Regions from separate parts of the Sus scrofa genome. Here region 1 is linked to region 2. A link is a contact called in public HiChIP or PLAC-seq data. All regions are on one chromosome and are shown on one strand. The core of a region is the stretch at or near the end of the contact, and the rest is flanking DNA. Distances in the headings are between cores, read along the strand shown. Region 1 overlaps TAX1BP1 (tax1-binding protein 1). Region 2 holds the start of HIBADH (3-hydroxyisobutyrate dehydrogenase, mitochondrial).

The links. HiChIP or PLAC-seq counts read pairs in DNA pulled down with a chosen protein or histone mark.
Region 1: a contact with region 2 is called in an H3K27ac HiChIP or PLAC-seq map of alveolar macrophages. The contact joins the enhancer-like site here to the promoter of HIBADH in region 2. A contact is called at or near these places in 1 of 5 promoter capture datasets (liver), 5 of 47 Hi-C or Micro-C datasets (alveolar macrophages, embryonic fibroblasts, heart right ventricle and 1 more) and 1 of 2 datasets of contacts at active chromatin or transcription factors (alveolar macrophages).

Annotation. Positions count from the first base shown.
Region 1 is chr18:44,891,398-44,894,097 of Sscrofa11.1, reverse strand. All of the region lies in intron 3 of TAX1BP1 (tax1-binding protein 1), which reads left to right. Among named protein-coding and RNA genes, the nearest start is that of TAX1BP1, 18 kb to the left of the region's middle. Within about 2 kb of position 1,262, at least 2 of the 83 cell types and tissues checked have an H3K27ac peak or open chromatin away from gene starts, as enhancers often do. A contact at or near this core is called in alveolar macrophages, where this site is marked.
Region 2 is chr18:44,983,999-44,986,698 of Sscrofa11.1, reverse strand. It overlaps HIBADH (3-hydroxyisobutyrate dehydrogenase, mitochondrial), which reads right to left and starts at 1,289. Exons shown (of 8, transcript XM_021079217.1): 1 at 1,081-1,289. The coding sequence starts at 1,171.

The sequences.
Region 1 (2,700 bases), core at 13-2,512, 93 kb after region 2:
ATGTGGCTTGGGTCCCGCGTTGTTGTGGCTGTGGCCGTTGTTGTGGCTGTGGCGTAGGCTGGCAGCTACAGCTCTGATTTGACCCCTGGCCTGAGAACCTCCATGTGCCGTAAGTGCGGCCCTAAAATGCAAAAAAAAAAAAAAAAAAAAATCAGACCTTGAGTATTTAGTTTGTAGACTTTTCAGTATCATGATATGAGAGCTTATTAGTCAAGCTATATTTTTGTTTTTCTTTTTTTCTTTTGTCATTTTAGGGCTGCACCCCTGGCATATGGAGGTTCTCAGGCTATGGGTTGAATCGGAGTTGCAGCTGCCGGCATACGCCACAGCTGAATCAATGCCAGATCTGAGCTGCATGTGTGACCTACACCACAGCTCACAGTAACACTGATCCTTAATGCACTGAGTGATCCCACAGGGATCGAACCCGAGTCCTCATGGATACTAGACAGGCTTGTTACCACTGAGCCATGATGGAAATTTGGAACTCTGTATTTTTGTTTTCTATTTAAACTTAGACTTTTTTTTTTTTTTTAATTATAAGTGTAGTGGCCATTTGCAAAGTTACTCAGCCATGGATTAATTAATTTAGTAGTAGAATAATAGGAGGGTGGGGTTTTTAAAAAGCTTTAAAAAATATATTGCTAGGAGTTCCCATTGTGGTGCATTGGAAACAAGTCCCACTGGTATCCATGAGGTTGTGGGTTCCATCCCTGGCCTCATTCAGTGGGTCAGGGATCCGGTGTTGTCTTTAGCTGTGGTTTAGGTTGCAGACGTGGCTTGGAGCCTGAGTTGCTGTGTTTTAGGCTGGCAGCTGCAGCTCCAATTAGACCTCCAGCCTGGGAACTTCCATATGCCATGTGCAGCCCTAAAAAGCAAAAACAAAAACAAAAAAATAGATTGCTAGGTATACCTCTGTGTTTTTAAAAATACTTTGTATTTTGAAATAATTTTAGATGTAAACTTGCAAAAATAGTATACAGAATTTTCGTCTACCCTTCACTTAGCTTCTGTTAATGTTAACATGTTGCATAACTGTAGTATATTTAAAAAACCAGGAATTTAACATTAGTACAGTGCTGTTGACTAAAGTACAAACCTTATTTATTCAGATTTCACTAGTGTTTCCAGTAGTGTTCTTTTTTCTGTTCCTGAATCCAAATTTTATTGTCATAACTTCCTAGTTTTCTCCAGTGTGTGATAGTTCCTCATTCTGTCCTTGTCTTTGTTGACCTTTTTATTTTTTTCCTTTTTGGTCACACCCGCAGCATATGGAAGTTCCCAGGCCAGGGATTGAATTAATGCAGGGCAGTGACCCAAACTGCTGCAGTGACAATGGTGGATCCTTAACCCACTGAGTCACAAGGGAACTCCTCATGGCTTTTACATTCTTGACAAATACTGTTCAGTTTCATTTTATTTTGGTAGCTTGTTCCTCATTTTGAGTTTTTCTGACAGTTTCTCTTGATTAGATTGAGGCTATACATTTTCAGGAAGAGTACCATAGAAGTGATGTGTTCTTTTCAGTACATTGTGTCAGGGAGTACTTGATGTCTTTATGTTTTATTCTTAGCAGTATTAATCTTGATCACTTGGTTAAGGCAGTGTCTGCTGGGTTTCTCCTATAAAGTTAGTATGTTCTGTTTGTGATTTAATAAATATTATGGGGCGCAATCTTGAGATTAAGGGTTTCTTTGTTTCTCCTCAAACTTTTTAACCCACTAGTTGTAGTATCCTTTAGGTGGACCTTGCCTACAACAGTTATAACTGTGTTTGCCGAAGTGCTTTTCTGTTCTTATTTTTTGCACATTATTACTTGGAATTATGATGTTAGGAAGAGTTGTCCCCTTCTCCATGGATTCATGCATGTTTATTTTCTTGTGTTGAATAATATCTAATGTTAACATACTTTTTTGTTGTTGTTGCTAGAATTGTTTTAGCTTTCTTTGGTTATTGGGAGCTCCATCAGATGGGCTCCTGTGCTTTTTTGTCGTCTCCCTCCAGCCCCCCAACACATTCCTTTTTGAGAACTTCTTTATTATTTCAAGTATGACAAGATATTTTAGGCTTATCTTATATTTTCTCTGCCTCCTTCCTTCTTTGGAGAAAGGTCAGCTATCTTTTTTTGGTGGGCGGTGGGTGTGGGGGAGGCATACCACCCGCAGCATATGGAAGTTTCCAGGCTGAGGGTCGAATCAGAGCTATAGCTGCTGGCCTACACCATGGCCACAGCAATGTGGGATGCGAGCTGTGTCTGTGACCTACAGCATAGCTCATGGCAACACTGGATCCTTAACCCACTGAGCGAGGCCAGGGATCAAACTCTTGTCCTCATGGATACTAATAGGATTTGTTAACTACTGCACCACAACGGGAACACTGAGGTATGTTATTGTTTTTGTTTTTTTAATATTAAAAAATACCATAGGAGCTTTGGAGAGGAGGTAAAGATTAAATTTGATCTAGGATAATCCAGCAGAATTTAAAAGAGGGTAACAATTGAGCTGAGGAAAGACAGTACGAACACTGAACACATTATTTGTCAGATAGTGGGCAAGATAGTATAACTACATTATCCTTGGTACTTAAGAACTTTGAGATGGTTGGCTTCATATCTCTTTTACAGATAAGAAACTGGGGCTTGGAGAGGTTAAGTAAATAATAATTAGTGGTAGTGCTGAAACTCTAGAGTAAATCTGT
Region 2 (2,700 bases), core at 40-2,539:
GCAAGGAGGAGGAAGAGAAGCTGTTAGGAACGCAACTCCCAGTCTGCTACATTTTTAAAGCAAATATCGGAAAAAATTAATACCAGATCTTTCCCCAAAATCCCAAATATGAGCACGCTAAACAGTGCATTGTTAAAACAATAAAACTTGTACAGGCAGACAAGAGCGGTATCCCCACAAATCAACCGATTTTTCAATTAAAGAGGAATCCAGCTGTGGTATAAAGTGCAGGAATCGGTCCTGCTGTACTATCCTAATTCGCTTATCCAAGGGGCTTCGGGTTCTCTCATCTGAGAAATGCAAGATTATTAGATCTCTGTAGATCTAAAAACTGCTTCTTCCTAAACTGATGGTTAGCCTCCGTAACTTCTAGGGGTATGGGGGGTGGGGGAGAGAAGGGAAACAGGATAGGTTCAGGTCACAATTTTGAGGACGTTGAAAATACTCCGGTTAATTATTTGACAGAAGTGCCATCTTCAGGTAGCAGTTACACAAGGGAAGTAGGGGAAAGCTCGCCTTGCCAGCCAACGGTGACTTAAAACTGTGCTGCAAAGACTGATCACCCGGGTTTTATAGAGTCCACAGGAGTAAAAACACCTGTAATGATTAAGGCATTTAAACAAAAATCAAGTCCTGTGGCCGGAGGGCGCGCCCACCTAGGGTGGAGAGTGCCCCGGGGGCGCTCAAAAGCCAACCTGCGCCGCAAGGCCAGGGGTCACTCGGGTGATTGCAGGGTCTCCCCTGGGGCTGGGCCTTCGGATTGTCCTCAAAGTCTTAAATCCAAAGAAGCATGAGTCGGACCCAAATACTCTTTACCCCAAGCTCTCTCCATCCCTTCCTAAGTCCCGAAAGTACGCTGAGCCCCATACAAGTGGATCCGGGGTGGGGAGGGCAGGGGAGAAGCAGTAGCGCTGCGAGCCTCAAACGCAGAAGAGGCCAGGCCTTAGCACCAGCAAAAATGTTGAGTTTTAAGCCCCAACCCAACCGCAGCGCCTCTGGTGAAAAGACCTCTTTGGCCGTCCGGGCGCGGGAAGCCGGCGGCCGGAGGAGGGTCGGGGGAAGGTGACACGAGGTCCTTACCCGCTACAAGGCTGGCCGCTGCCGGCCGCTGCCGGCGGCTCCAGTACAGGAGGCCAGAGGCGGCTCCACGGAGCCGTAAGGAGGCTGCCATGCTGCCCCCGCCCCGCCTCCCCACGGTGACCTCCTCGGCTCCCGGCTCACCCACTGACTGCTAGGGTGCGTGGTGCGGCGGGCGGGCTCAGCTGCGGCGTGTGGCCGCACGCGCACGCGCTCTGCCGCTTGGGGCGGGCCCCTACCCACAAGGGGAGGAGCGCGACCTCGAGAGGCGCGGCCCGCGCAGTACCTAGGCCGTCAATCCGGGAAAGTGGACCAATCGGAACTCCCAGGTTCTCCGCCCTTTGAGAAACACCAATAGGAGACTTTCTGGGACGCTCAGCGCCTGAGCCCTGGCCCCGCCCCCATACTCTTCCCTCATTTGCAGACCGCCGGCTGAGGTCTGCTTGTTTACTAAAGTGCAGAGGGTGTGTGGGAGGCGGTGGCTGTCACTCACTGCCGCCCCCTCCTCACAGCACCTGACCTCCCAGAACCGCCCCCTCGGAGTGTTGTAACTGCCCGAGTTGCTTCCTTGCGGACAAGGACCTAACTTTGACTCGGCCCTTCGCTGCAAAATTTAAGCAAAAGCAGAAATTCCCAGTCTTCCCAAGTGCAGGGATCCATTTTTAACCTCAAAAATCCGTGGGTCTCCTAATGTTAGCATTTGTGTTTTTAGTGTCTGTTCATTGAGAAACAGCCACAGAAACCTAACTGTTTCAAACTTGTTTGATATTATTTAGCCCAGCAGTTTATTCCTAAATTTGAAAAATGGTAGGGAAACAACATTCTTCGCTTTGAAGGACAGAATTACTAGCAACTTGCACTCTCTATTCCAATATATATTTCTGTACTGTTTGAAAATTATGCATCCATTTCATAAGCAAAAACTAAGGGTAAATGAAAATGCAAAAAGTAGTGTGGTTGTAGGTGTGTCAGAGAGAAGGATTTGTGCATTCTTCTGTCGGTGCTTGGTGTGCATGTTTGTTTTTTTCTTTTCATTTATTTATGGCTGTTTGTGGCATGCAGAATTTCCCAGGCCAGGGATCAAACCAACCATGGCCACAGCAGTGACAACACCAGGTTCTTAACCCCTAGGCCTCCAGTTAGCTCGTGCTGTACGTATTTGAATCTCTGAAACGGATAATCGCAGGGCTTCCAATCCTCACTGACCCCATGAAAGGGTTAGGAGCCATGGGCACACCAGAAAAAGATTTGCCATTTTTATAAAAAGGAGGAAAGAGAATGAGGAGTGGATAGGGCAATAGGAACCACTCCTTGAAATTTATTTTATTTATCCATTTGCCTAGGCTGTTCTTACCCAACCTTTTAATCTAAGTAGCAAAATGAACAGTCATATGACTTTGTCCTTTTTTTTTTTTTTTTTTTTTAACCTCTGCTCAGTCACTGATGTTGAAATTACCTAAAGAAATTGGATAATTTCCAAGCAGGTTCTCTAAGGGTTCACGGCATGCTAGCAATGTTTCCAGAAACTGGTACAGCGGGCAAGGTAGAGAAACAATTCTCTTCTTTGGTTTTCTCTCCACCCCAACTGCCTACTTCACATCAAGATTATTTCAACTATTGGGA